Regions from separate parts of the Sus scrofa genome. Here regions 2, 3 and 4 are each linked to region 1. A link is a contact called in public Hi-C and HiChIP or PLAC-seq data. All regions are on one chromosome and are shown on one strand. The core of a region is the stretch at or near the end of the contact, and the rest is flanking DNA. Distances in the headings are between cores, read along the strand shown.

Evidence for each region. A called contact is a pair of places that touch in the nucleus more often than the background predicts. HiChIP or PLAC-seq counts read pairs in DNA pulled down with a chosen protein or histone mark.
Region 2: a contact with region 1 is called in an H3K27ac HiChIP or PLAC-seq map of skeletal muscle, with 3 times the contacts expected there. The contact joins two enhancer-like sites. A contact is called at or near these places in 2 of 47 Hi-C or Micro-C datasets (retroperitoneal adipose tissue and subcutaneous adipose tissue) and 2 of 2 datasets of contacts at active chromatin or transcription factors (alveolar macrophages and skeletal muscle).
Region 3: an H3K27ac HiChIP or PLAC-seq map of skeletal muscle shows a contact between it and region 1. The contact joins two enhancer-like sites. A contact is called at or near these places in 1 of 47 Hi-C or Micro-C datasets (skeletal muscle) and 1 of 2 datasets of contacts at active chromatin or transcription factors (skeletal muscle).
Region 4: a contact with region 1 is called in a Hi-C map of skeletal muscle, with 2.6 times the contacts expected there. The contact joins two enhancer-like sites. A contact is called at or near these places in 2 of 47 Hi-C or Micro-C datasets (retroperitoneal adipose tissue and skeletal muscle) and 1 of 2 datasets of contacts at active chromatin or transcription factors (skeletal muscle).

The regions. Positions count from the first base shown.
Region 1 is chr13:96,927,225-96,930,601 of Sscrofa11.1, reverse strand. No RefSeq gene overlaps it. Among named protein-coding and RNA genes, the nearest start is that of CCNL1, 75 kb to the left of the region's middle. Within about 2 kb of position 1,786, at least 46 of the 83 cell types and tissues checked have an H3K27ac peak or open chromatin away from gene starts, as enhancers often do. A contact at or near this core is called in retroperitoneal adipose tissue and skeletal muscle, where this site is marked.
Region 2 is chr13:96,421,398-96,424,774 of Sscrofa11.1, reverse strand. No RefSeq gene overlaps it. Among named protein-coding and RNA genes, the nearest start is that of SSR3, 33 kb to the right of the region's middle. Within about 2 kb of position 1,639, at least 11 of the 83 cell types and tissues checked have an H3K27ac peak or open chromatin away from gene starts, as enhancers often do. A contact at or near this core is called in retroperitoneal adipose tissue and skeletal muscle, where this site is marked.
Region 3 is chr13:96,458,772-96,462,148 of Sscrofa11.1, reverse strand. No RefSeq gene overlaps it. Among named protein-coding and RNA genes, the nearest start is that of TIPARP, 36 kb to the left of the region's middle. Within about 2 kb of position 1,853, at least 23 of the 83 cell types and tissues checked have an H3K27ac peak or open chromatin away from gene starts, as enhancers often do. A contact at or near this core is called in skeletal muscle, where this site is marked.
Region 4 is chr13:96,554,846-96,558,222 of Sscrofa11.1, reverse strand. No RefSeq gene overlaps it. Among named protein-coding and RNA genes, the nearest start is that of TIPARP, 60 kb to the right of the region's middle. Within about 2 kb of position 1,597, at least 2 of the 83 cell types and tissues checked have an H3K27ac peak or open chromatin away from gene starts, as enhancers often do. A contact at or near this core is called in skeletal muscle, where this site is marked.

The sequences.
Region 1 (3,377 bases), core at 537-3,036:
CCAGCCTTCTCTCCCATGTTTGGCACCCATGTTCCTAACTGCCTCCTGGAAGTTCCAAAGTTACATAAAAAATATATTCAAAACATACCATCTTCCTCAGGTCAGTTTCTTCTCCTCCACTTGCTATCACAGTAAATGGTATTGCCATCTGTGAAGCTGTACAAAGAAACTGGGAGTCCTGAATTCCCATTTTCCTCTCCCTTTTCCCTGCTTACTGAGGCAGTCCCTATACCTGGCAGTTAGAATGGATCCCCTGCCCCCAAAGCAGTGTGTATGAATGGGTGAATAAATTATGGGGCACAGAAAACCAGGGATCTAACTTGAATCTAAAAGTTACCTTTCACAGCTTTTTTTTTTTTTTTTACCCCTTCTTCCTTAACAGGAGGGGCCATCATTGTACCAGATGGTCTTCAATATCTATGATTCCAGACTACTCCAATCTGACACCTTAGGCGTTTAACCATTATTCCTTCTTATCCGCTTAACCCAATTGCTCCTTCTTGGGCTTGTCCCGCCTAGGAAAAGAGGAGAGAGGCCCATGTGATAAAGCAGAACTTCAAACATAAACTGCACCACCTCGCAGAACACATTTTACCCTGATAAGAGGCCCAGACATATCTCTGCAGCCACCATGAGTCACAGTGAGAGTTCTGAGGGGAGGGAGGGGGAAGGACCGGCAGCAGGAGGAAAGATAAACAGAGGCCATTTCCGCCTTTCCCTGTCTTGCCAGGTCATGTAACCCTGTGTGAATGTCCCTGAGCGCGGTAAAGTACCTTCGCTCTAGTGCTGCCCAACATCTGTCTGGAAATGAGTACGTGATTGTCTCGTGAACGCCTGTGCGCCCAGCGCTTTTGACTTCTCAAAGCATTGCATGAATATTTGTTTGAGAGACTTCCAGGTGCAGATTTTGTTTTAAGCCATGTGCACTTTATCTAAGTCCTGGGACCCTAGCAAGTATGTCCTATTTTTTTTTTTTTCTTTTTCTTTTTTAAATTACCGCTTTACAGACGAGGAAACTGGGACTTAGAGAGGTTAATTGCTTCAGAAGTCCATCCAGCCAGTAGCGGGTTCCTGCAAATCATCAAATCAAACCCAGGTCTGTGTCACTGTAAGCCCAATTCTGGAGTGGCCACAGTTACAATGCTTCTGATGTATTTGTGGTTATCTCCCATACCATACATATATTTAGTACACAGTGTACATCCAGGCACCTGATAAATGCTCACTGAAAAAGTGCCTAAATCATGCCACTAAGAGCCAGGTTTGGTTCCAGCTGGTAGAGCCCAGAAATGCAGCTTTAGGTGTTTCCCAACACCTCCTGGGAACTCAATGGCCTCATCTGTAAAATGGAGGCATGGAGCAAACGTCCTCTAAGGAACCTTTAGCATTCTTTGGCTCTCTTCCAATGCTGCAGTGTCCTCAACACGCTGCCAGGATCCTGGACGGACAGCGGGGACCAACCGTGCTGGGCTCTTTGCGGGCACCCCCGCCCCTCTGAGGCCGCAGGCGACCAACCGCGTGAGGAGCCTGGAGGAACGCGACCCTTCGCGCATGCGCAAACCCTAGCAGCGGGACCGCAGGCACTCCTTCCGCGCCGGGGTGGGGGGGAAATCAGTGCCCCGGGTAGGGATGGGGTGATCCTGCTAGGACTGAGCCGGGGCCCACGGGGGGGTGGCGCCTGGCCCTCGTTAGGCAAGGCCAGAGCCTCCTCCAAGGCCCTCGGAAAGCTGTTCCCGTGCGGAAGAGCGTGTTCCGGCCTCCGCGCCCTCACGCTGGACGTGCTGGGCAGCACAGAGAGGCCGTTCTTTCCCAACACAGATGGAAACGCTCTCCTGGCACTGCTGCCTGGAGTGTGGAGGAGGGGAGGCCGCGGTGCGGCCGACTCAACTCAGAAAGCCAGAGGATTTTCCGCTTAAAAACCAAGCTGCTGAGTAAAATAAAAACGTGTAAGGTCACCGGGGACATTCAGCCAACTTGGGGTGGGGAATGGGAGGTGTGAGGCGTCACCTGATAGAATAAGCTACTAAAGGGCAGCAGGCACTGCTGGGAGGCCCGCCCTTTATTACTGTTTAGGGATGAATGACAGAACCTGGACAGCTATTTTTACACTGGATGAAACACTGACTGTGTGTGTGTGTGTGTGTGTGTGTGTGTGTGTGTGTGTGTGTGTATTCGGAGAGCTGGGAGTGTCAGGGGACAGGATCTAGGAAGAGAACACATGCACCCTCTTCCTTACTCATCCTGTGATCTTACTCCTCTTGCTGCTGCAGATTTCCTCCCTAAAAGTTAAGAATTACTTATTATTTTGAAATCAGAGAGGGAAAAGGATACTAATCAACAAGTTCCCTAAACGGTGAAAATAAATGAGATCTCAACATTCTGGATTTGCCCCTGTTGGTCCCCTCAGTCTTTTCTCCCCTCGTTTGCCATGATTTGAACATCCAAGTCTAGGGTTATGGACCTGAGTTTTCTTTTTCCTACTCAAGCATCATGGTATGGCCTCCAGGAGGTCTGGGTCAGTGGCTAGAGGAGACAGGGAAAAGAAGAGTCCTTCTACCAGGATGCCATTCATGTTGTCACTGTTTAGTGTACAGCTCCTTCCTGTTAGGACCTAAAAGAAAGACCCGCTTCTTCACATAGGGATAGGGATTTTTTAGGCCATGGTATATGCTGGGAAGGCAGAAAGACATCAGGAAAGGGTGGCTGCTGTGAATATTCAGCTGACCTGAGGCAGCCAGAGCCTATGCCAGAGCTTTACTCTGCAGAACAAATGTGATGCCGAACTGACCAGCCTAGGAGGTGTGATGTGGGAGACAGCTGCCTGCTTCGTGGGGAACCATTGCGTTACCAGGTGACTTCAGACTGCTCGATTTGCCTTGAATCCATTGAACTTCATTTAATTTTCTCTCTGAGACCTAAGAAATCTGGAAAAGGAGATATTGAAAATAATTTTAAAAGTTAAACAAGGCATGAAATAACTTCTATCATTAAAATGAGCTTGTAGAGCTTCACCATTTCAAGGGGATCTTTTATAAGTCTTTTGTCTGAGAAGCATGGAGACAAAAACCTGGAACAAAACAAACCCCTTCACCAAGGAGGAAATGCTACCTGGAGCTCTTGATTTCATTTGTCACTTCTAAGATTCACCAGATCACAATAAGAATATAGGGTAGAAATGTGTGGGGTGGGTGGGTGGGGTTAAACTGTGACTAATTCATCTGTGACTAATGTCTCCAACAATGTGAAAGTCATCTTTACCTTCTGCAAAGGGAAGTTGGAATTCAAAGTTGTAGAGAAGCATCTTTCCTCAGCAGCTACCAAGGGCCTCCTAGATTCCATCACAGCTGGGATCTTAGATGCTCATCCACTTCTTCCAA
Region 2 (3,377 bases), core at 390-2,889, 510 kb after region 1:
TTTATCTGTGAAAGTTATATGTCTGCATCTTCAGAGATATATACACAAAGAGGTGGTACTGAGTAGTAGTTGTAATTCCACTCCTGCTTATATACCCAAGAGAAATGAAAACATATGTCCACACAGAAATTTGTACACAAGTATCCAAAACATCATTGTTCATAGTGTAGCCAAAAGTGGAAACAACCCAAATGTCCATCAACTGAGGGATGGATAAATAAAACACAGTATAGCCATACAACACAAAATTATTTGGCAATAAAAGGAAATAAAGTATTAATATATGCTACCACATTTATGAATCTCAAAACATTATGCTAAGTCAAAGAAGCCAGAGACAAAAGGTCACATATTACAAAATTCTATGTGCATGAGATGTCCAGAATAGGTGATGTATATTCAAGAGATTCTTTTTTATTTTCTTTCCTTTTAGTTTTTTTTTTTTTAGGGCCACACCTGCAGCATATGGATGTTCCCAGGCTAGGGGCCAAACCAGAGCTGCAGCTGCCTGCCTACACCACAGCCACAGCAACGCCAGATCTGAGCCAGATCTGAGCCACATCTGCAACCTACACCACAGCTTATAGCAATGCTAGATCCTTAACCCACTGAGTGAGGCCAGGGATCAAACCTGAATCCTCATGGATACTAGTTGGGTTCTTAACCCACTGAGCCACAATGGGAACTCCTCAATAGATTCTTATAAATCTATAAGTACAGAAAGTAAACAAATGATTGCCTATGGCTGGAGATGGGGCAGTGGTAGTGACTGGTAATGAGTACTGGCTTTCTCTTGAGGGATATAGAAATTCTCTAAAATCAGTGATTGTGCAACTCTCCAAGTATACTGCAAACCATTGAATTGTACTTTAAATGTCTGAATTGTAGTACATGAATTATATGTCAATAAAGCTATTTTTAAGGTAATAGCTAACACTCTCATAGCATAATCTAGGCACAGTTTTATGTGTTGTAATAAAATAGTTAACTGTACATGTTCACTATACCCAGTGAGTTAGGTACGCAGAGGAGACTGCCCATCAGGGCCACACAGCCAGTATAGGGCTGTGATGTGAACCCAGGAAGGCTGGCTCTGGCAGAAAAGCACTTCACTTCCACTCCACACTGGCCTAGCTTGGGAACCGTTAAAAGATTCAGGGTCAGACTCACAAAAACCTGGGTTCTGATTTTGGCCTTGTTGCTTACCAGCCAGGCAATCCTGGGCAAGTGACTGAATTCCGTTTTCTCGCATGTTAAATGGAGATAATAATAGTGCATGCCTCACAGGGTTGGTGTTTAGGACAGGGACTATCTATAATAAGCTGTCATTACTGTGAGGCCCTTCTTTTATGTAGTATTGTCGCCGGCTTAGGAACTGTAGAGTAGTCCACAAATCAAAGCAGCAGGAAGCCTAACCCAGTGAGAGACTTGGGAAGTCAGCTTATTCTTTCTGCAAGTACAGAATTTTCCACATAGAAATGGCCTGGTAAACTAGTGGTCTGGCACTCTACCTTTTACATAACGTAACTTAAAATTAAAGGTTTAAACGACAATAAAAATATTTGCCACATGCAAGAAGCATTTGAAATGTTAAGGACTTGCTTTTTATTGCATGAAAATAAGCAGAAGTGTGGGCCGGAAAGAAATGTGTCACTTCCCCAGCACTGACCTGCAAGGGCAGAGTGACCTTACACGAGAAGAAAAATGCCAGTAATTTCCAAACTAATCTAATTTTAAATTTCTGGATTTTTCATTTCATCTTGTGGAGACATACTTATTCTTGGAAGGAAAAATAAAACCCCAATGACATTAGCAATGAATGAAGTTATGTAAGTTTTGCTGGCAAACTCACACGCACAGCCTAGTGCTTTAGAGCTCATTTGCAAGGCAAGAGAGCAAATTCAACTCCACCACAATTCTCAGTGCCCAGAATGATTCTTTGAGCACTGTTTGTGACCAGAATTTTTTTACTCGGGGGGTGGCAGTTTGCTATGGTGTGATTCGGTCTCTTCTTTCATCTCCTATAATTTTCCTTCTAACACTCACGGAACCAGCTCCTACCATGGATTTCCCCTCTGTGGAAAGGACACTACCATCCCATCAGCTGTTCAGATCATCTTGGATTCCTCCTTTTCCCTCCCATGTCCAGACTATGGGCACATTCATCAGGCCTCCTCCAAAATGTATCTTCAGTCTTCTTGCTTCTCTCAACTCCTTTGCCCCTACTAATCTAAGCTACCTATGTTTCCTGCCTGGACTGTTGTAGCCATCTTCTAAATGTTCTCTCTGCCTCTAATATGCTCCCTAGAGTCCTCTACAGCGCACCCAGAGAGACTTTTCTTTTTTTTTTTTTTTTTTTTTTTTTGGCCTCGCGCACAACATGTGGGAGTTCCCAGGCCAGGGATCAAACCTGTGCCACAACTGTAATCAGAGCCACAGCAGTGACTATGCTGGATCCTTAACCTGCTGAACCACCGGAAAACTCTGAGAGAGACCTTTTAAAAGCTACTCATTGGGTCAATCTTCTGCTTTAAATCAATCAAAGGTCAAAATTCAAATAGACAATTGGAATATGTAAAGGTGTTTGACCTCATTAATCAGCAGGGAAAGTAGAATTCAAGCTACAGTGAGAGACTACTACACATCTGCCAGGATGGCTAAAATTTTTAAAATTAAAAGGACTGACAATACCAAGTAATGCTAAGGATATAGAGGAACTAGGACTTTAGACCCTGCTAGTGGAAGGGAATATATAACAAGTTTGGAAAATTTTTGGCAATATCTAAGAAAGCTAAATATCTGCTTACTTGATTACCTGGAAGTTCCACTTCTAGGTGTATATACACACACATGTAGAATATATATAATAAATATGTATGTCTATGTATATACATAGGTGTGTGTGTGTGTATATATATATGTATATAGGTGTGTGTATATACACACACACAGGATAATGAGTACCTATGTCCACTAAAAGATGTTCAAGAATATTTATAAGAGCTTTATCTATAATGGACAAACACTGGCAACAATCTAAATGTCTATCAACAGTACAATAGGTAAACTATGATGGATTTATATAACAAAATATAACAAGCAATAGAAAAGAGTAGACTCTGGAATATGCAACAACATGGATGAATCTCTCAGACAGATAAACAAAGACAGACAAAAGTTTGTAGAGTATGATTCAATTTATAAGAAGTTCAAGAATAGGAAAACAGGAATCTGCAGGGATAGGCAGCCAGCTAGTAGTCACCAGTTTTTACCTTTTCTGGGGACTGGGGTTGAGGGATTGTTAGATGGAGAAGTGGTGTGAGGGAACAATTTGAGGTTCTATATCTTGGGCTGGATGGTTGTTTTATAAGTTGTGT
Region 3 (3,377 bases), core at 604-3,103, 470 kb after region 1:
TGCTCTTCCCCAGATTCTTACTCCATCATTTTCTGCCTCTAGAAGACCTACTTATCATTCAAGACCCATCTCTAATACCACTTTTTCCATCAAGTCCTTTGCATGTGACCACTCTCCTTAAAATCCTTTTACAACTCACACAATTCTTGCAGCGCTCCCAGATCCTTTGTGTTGGGGCTACTGTGTGCTGGTCTCAGGCTCTTCTCCATCTCCATATTAGCCCGGTGCTTTAAAGGCAAAACCTCCCTTTGCCTCTCGTTTGTCTCATCTGAGGTCTGTAGCACAAGACCTTGAACACATCAGACAGTCAACAAATACTGAATTGGCTTGCTTTTCAGAGGAGACAAACAAGAATCCTGAGAGAACTCAGAGTGTAGGGAAAGAGGCTTAGGAACGAACGTGCTCAGTGTTGATCCCAAGGGAGGGGGTGGATGTTTCAAGGTCACCCTCCCACAGGTGGCCCTGCTGTCTGGACCAGCCACCCCAGGGGTCCTCTAGACAGCAGAAACCATCGGTGCTCTCACAGGTGACTGCTTACTATCCCACTATCCCACTATGGGCTCTTGTAGGTGGCTTGGTGAGGCCCTCTCACTGGGCCTTTTTGTATGACAGCTGTATGAGCAGAACAGCTGTTGATGCCAATCTTCACTCTCTCTCTCTTTTTTTTCTTAACATTGTTTTTCTCACCACTCTTCAGTCTTAATCTGTGTGTTTACCTCTGATGTTAAAGGCCTCAGATCACCGGACCAGTTCAGACTCCCTTTTCCTCGTTTATTCTGGTTCCCCAACTGGTTTTTTGCCACGAAATTTACCACAATGATCTGCACCTAACCATCAAGATAGCTTGGCACAAAAGACCCCCAGCCCCCTAAACAGCCATTTCTGCATCAGAGCAGAAAGACCCTCTACTGTTAAGTAGTTCAGTCCCCCAGCCCCACCCCATCCAGGGTGCAATGCAGAATCACCTGCATTGTTGCATTACTTTCCTAGGCCCCATCTCTGAAAATCCCAATTCAGTAGACTGGGAGTTGGGGGGGGGGGTGCAGCTGGAATATTAACACACCTATAGGGTGGTTATCACACAGCCATAGGAATGCTGATATAACTTCTCCCGGCCAGAGTGCTTGGCCACCAGGCTCAAGGTCATGCTGCTACTGTTTATAACACTTTCTTAAGCTTCCCAGTTACCTTATTTCATATGCTCTTCCAATAACCTGCGAGGTGTTATTACTGGATCCTCCCCAGTTCACAGAGGAAGGAAGGCAACTCAGGGACAGGCAAGTGACTTGTCCAAGGTCTCACTGTTAATGAACAGACCAAACTTGCACCCAAATTTCTTGAGCCTCAGTCCTGCCATCTTTTCACAAAAATAAGGGTCCTGAGTCCAAGCAGGAGATGGATGAAACTGGGTAGGAAGACCATTCCAGATCAAATTCCACACAGTTCCAGCCCCTTATTGCTTGCTGTCACCAAAAGAAATGAGCACTATGCAAAGACTATATCGAATTTCTGTGAGGTTTATAATCTTTTTAATAATTGATTTAATCTTTGAAACAGATTTTTAGTTATGAAACTGCTCAAATATACAAAATCAGAAAGAAGAGAATCATAAATCCCTATTTATGCCAAATCCAGATGCAACAATGATCAGGATTTTGCCACATTTGCTCTGTCAAGGCCTTTTTATTATTTTTCTTCTTTATTCTTTGCTGAAGTTCTTAAATTTAAATATTTTAAAAACAAATCCCAGACACCATGTCATTTCTTCCTTGCATACTTCTGGACTCATCTCATCAAAACACCCAAGCTTTGCGTTAGAAGGAGTGTGACTTTGCAGAGCCAGCTGGACCCTCCCTGTAGCAGGAACACAGACGCCGGCAGGCGGGGGCCGCAGACCTGCCCATGTGCGCTGGCAGGGCTGTGCTGCACTCTGGCACCAGGTGCAGGTTCTCAATCATCCTGGCTAGCAAACGCCTTCTGGGCTCCCTCCAAATCCTCTGACACATTTGGGTGTTGATTTAATCTAGGCTGGGTTCACCAGTGGCTGCTGAGTGCTACTTTTCGAGACTGTCAGAAAAGGAAAGGGGGAAGTCGCCTCAAGACAACAGTTACTCAATTCCTGGTTCACAAGAGCTGAAACATCCCCTCCTGCAGTAAGATAGAGGACCTCCAATTCTGCCTCTGTAAATCTGAGACCAACACCCAGAGCGAAGTCAAAGTGTCTTGCCTACATAAGCAGGAAAGACAGGATATTATTTTTAGCAGCTACCGGTTAAATATTTGCCTGATCAGTCCTGGGGTGCTCACAAGCCACACCAAGATGACAGGTAATCTAAGGCCACCTCTGTAGCAGGAGGGTGGGTGTGGCCAGAGGACCCTTTTATAGTTCACTTGGTTGAGGCTGCCTTCCTGCTACAAGCCATCAGCTGTTGCCATCAGTACTACACCTATGAAATCAAAAGCCAGAGCCAGGAAATATAGAGTGAAACACATCCATCTAAGATTTAGTCAGGGCCTCGGGGCTCTGTTCAACCAAAGCTATGTGCGACTTCCCTTAGTCGGCCTGGCCAGCACCCCTACCTCCCTGCCCACCCTAACGAAGGCACTCTTAGAAGCTGCTGAACGAATGTCAGGCCACTCAGGCGCTCCACCATTCATTCTGCTGACGCACCATCCCACACGGGCTGCACACAGGAACCACAACTTTGGGTTAAGTTACCCACACTTCTATTTCTGGGAGACCGCAGCGTATATGTGTCCTAAAATGCTTTGGGAAAACAGGAATAGCCAAGCTCGACACATATTTTTACAAACACCTACTAGTTTCCACTTTTAATTCGAGTAACCGATACTTGACTACTTTTGTAGCTACAGGAGGACCTCAGTCCTGGATTCTGCCGCCACCACGCTATCTGACACCCATTGACTCACCTAATTAAATTCTTCTCTCACCAGATCACATTTCTGTTTTCATGTGGGTGCACAGGGCTGAGACAATCAGTGCTATAGTTATTTTTCAACTCAGAAGGGAACTGATGTCACCAGACTCCAAGATACATACCCCAAATTGAAATTAAACTTTATGTGGCATTATTTATAAATAAATGTGTCTATCTTTATGATGCTGAACCACCACTGAAAAATTAGGTAATTCAGTTGATTTAGCTGATTGTTTTTTATAAAGGATTATTTGGGATTTCCTCATAAAAATAGGCATTGCCTGTTAAAGACATCCAATCTTGGTGGAGACTAGGGTGAGGCCAAATGAGGTGCCTAAGGTACAAAATTTAAGGAGGCACTCAGTCTCAGGGGCATGCAAGTGTAGGATCCATAGGTGTATGACGCTAACAGTGAATGCCTCCTTAAAATTCACCCTT
Region 4 (3,377 bases), core at 348-2,847, 370 kb after region 1:
TTTGTCAGAGGGGATCCAAGAATCTCAAATCAAGAATTGAAGAATTCCTAAATTCTCTTCCAAAGAGAATTGTCTGGAGCTAAACGTGGCTTTCCCCTGCCTCACTTCTGACCTTGGTAATCAATGGGCTAGGGAATTGAACACTCTGCACCCACACAAAACTGAAGATTGCATGGAGTTGTGGAAAATTCTCCTTATTAAGCAAAGATAAATCTGCATTCCTGTTATAACTCTTGTTACTTGACAAGTGGTTTGAGCTAATCATTTGGTCTCTGTGAGTCTCACTTATACATTGGACTAATTGTCCTCTGTTTGCAGGGTGGTATGAGGCTTGGAAATCACGAATGAAAAGGCTTGGCGCAAAGAAGATCCTCAGAGCCAAGGCTAAGTGTTCCATTAACGACAGTTCTAAGTAGTACCTGAGTAAGAATTCACATATATGGATTGTCTCTGTGTCATTTCAAATGGGTGTCAGAATCTCTTTTTAAAATTTATTTAAATGCTCTCAAACACATAAAAATATAGAAAATAGTAAAATAACTTTCCTGTACTTATTATGTGGTTTCTACAAGGATCAACAGATTGCCTTGCCTTTTTGTAATTCTGTTCAATTTTTTAAATGATGCAAAAAAATGTAACAATCCCTTTGGTAACCTATGTGTGGTACTTTTTAAACACTCCGACAGCTGGTGCTACCTTTGGGGAGAAGGCGAAAAAGGAACACTAGAAAAATGCAGTGTTAAGTCAGCACCCTAATGACAGATAAACATAGTGACTCTCTTGACCTACAAAACTCATCTCAACTCAGCCCGAGTCCACGAGTTATGTCGACAAACAAGCCAGCTGCCTGGCTAGGGTTCCCACTGTTGGTGGCTTTCTATTATTATCTCCAACTGAGACAGACATATTTCCAAAAAGCACAGAGGGACTTGCTGGTCTGAGCACAGGAAGAGTGTGATCACTGGAAAAACCATAAAGTGGGATCACGTCCACCCATCCCTCCTCTGGGCTGCATGTTTTGAGCAGAAAACCATGTCAGAGCAACTCCTTCTCAGGGTGAAGAAAGAAACACTGATGAGGCTGGAACCCCGGATCTGGTGTGCTGGGAGGAAAGTCTGCTATTCCAGAGCGTGAGGGTGTTCATGACAGACCCAGGGATGTGAGCACTTTTACAAGGTGACATGTGGCACTTGTCATTAGTTCCTAAGGCTCAGAGTTTTTGAATCATGAGTCTGATGTGCTAAGACCCCCAGTGAGAATGTTTATTTATTATGTTTATTCATAAGTTAACCATTGAAAACAGACCAGCCTATAAAGAATGATCCTACCCCAAACAAACAAAATACAAACAGGAAGAAAAACAAACAGAATAGTTCAGAACTTAGCTCTGCTGACTGTTCAGAGTATAAATCTGAATTCAGCATCTTCTAGTTCTTTTTCAATGATCCAGGGCTGAAGACAGCTCCTGGGGGGTCAGGAAGGCTGTGCTGCAGCAGCTCTGAAGTCATGGAAATCTGGGACCCTTAAGAGAGTGTGCAGGGACTCGAGGGACCAGCAGCTGTGACTTTAGTTGGGTTGTTTTGGTCCTACCCTGCTCGCCTCAGGAATCTGCTGGGAAACTTCCCAGGAAATTTCACACATGTGGTTGGACACCTGGTCCCAAGAAGACTGCAAAGCACCTGATCCCACTGCGAGCCTGCCTGTCCTTCTAGAAGGGAGGGCTTTCCCACAGTAGAAGCTAGCTTACTGGGAAACTCCCCTTGAGCTTGACGTGTCACCCACTTGCATTCCTGCGGGTCACTTACCTGCCTGCCTGACTCCCAACCTGGAAGTTGATAATCCCCTGAAACAACTCGCTCTGACTACAAAGTGATGAGGCTTATCTCCTGGAGGCAGACCTGGAACTGTCATGTTACCATTCAGTCACACTGGGCAGGGGACGCACTTAGACCACGTTAGAGGACAGAGAGGGCAAAAAGGTGTCATTTTTTACTTAAAGCACTAAAACCTGTTAATCACCATAAAGGAGGGAGGAGGGAGGACAAAAAGGAGAGGAGAAGGGAAGGAAGGAAGTGTGGGCTGCCGGCCACTAGTCACAAATTAGTGAGAAGTCTAGCTCCCAATTTATATTTGTTTTATTTTTTTTTTAATTTTCAATTTTTTTGGGTCTTTTTGGGGCTGTACCTGTGGCATATAGAAGTTCCCAGACTAGGGGTCAAATTGGGGCTGCAGCTGCTGGCCTATACCACAGCCACAGCAACACCAGATACAAGCCGTGTCTGTGACCTACACCACAGCTCATGGCAAGGCTGGATCTTTAACCCATTGAGGAAGGCCAGGGAGCGAACCCACATACTACTCATGGATACTAGTCGAAGTCGTTACTGCTTCACCACCATGGGAACTCTCCAATTTATATTAATTTTAAACTAAAACCATTTACTCCTTTGCTAGAATGGTTTACCATCCTTCGGGTAAAATTTTTGTTCAATCTGATATCAAGAGGGGCGACAAGTTGGCAAAAAAGTGACAATCTTGGGGAGACAATCCCTTAGTGATGCCACATCTTGCCCTGACTGTCTTACAGCTCTTTGTCTTTTTTTAAAAATTGAGGTATAGTTGATGTATAATATTGGGTAGGGTATAGGTATACAATATAATGATTCATAATTTTTTAAGGTTATACTCCATTTATAATTGTAATTAAATATTGGCTATATTCCCTGTGTTGTGCAATATATCCTTGTCATTTATTTTATACTTAATAGTTTGTACCTCTTATTCCCCCACCCCTTTCCCACCCCTCCTCCTTACCCCTCCCCACTGGTAACCACTAGTTTGTTCTCTATATCTGTGAGTCTGTTTCTTTTTTTCTTACATTCACTAATTTGTTTTATTTTTTAAATTATCACATATAAGTGATATCACACAGTATTTGTCTTTCTCTAACTCATTTCACCTAGCATAATGCCCTCCAAGTCCATCCATGTGGTTGTAAATGACAAAATTTCTTTCTTTCTTTCTTTCTTTGGCTGCACCCAAGGCATGAAGAATTTTCCAGGCAAGGGATTAAACCCATACCACAGCAGTGACAATGATGAATCCTCAACTGCTAGGCAACCAGCGAACTCCTTTTTTCCTTTCTTTTTCTTTTTTTCTTTTCTTTTTTTTTTTTTTTAACATTGAAAATACTTTACTTTGGAGTTTTCTTTTGGCACAGCAGGTTAAGGATCCTGCATTGTCACTGCAGTGGCTCAGGTCACTGCTGTGCTGCAGGTTCAGTCCCTGGCCAGGGAATTTCAACATGCTGTTGGTGCACCCAAATAGAGAAAGAAAAAAAAACTTTATTTTGAAGTTTTACATCAATTTCACATTAA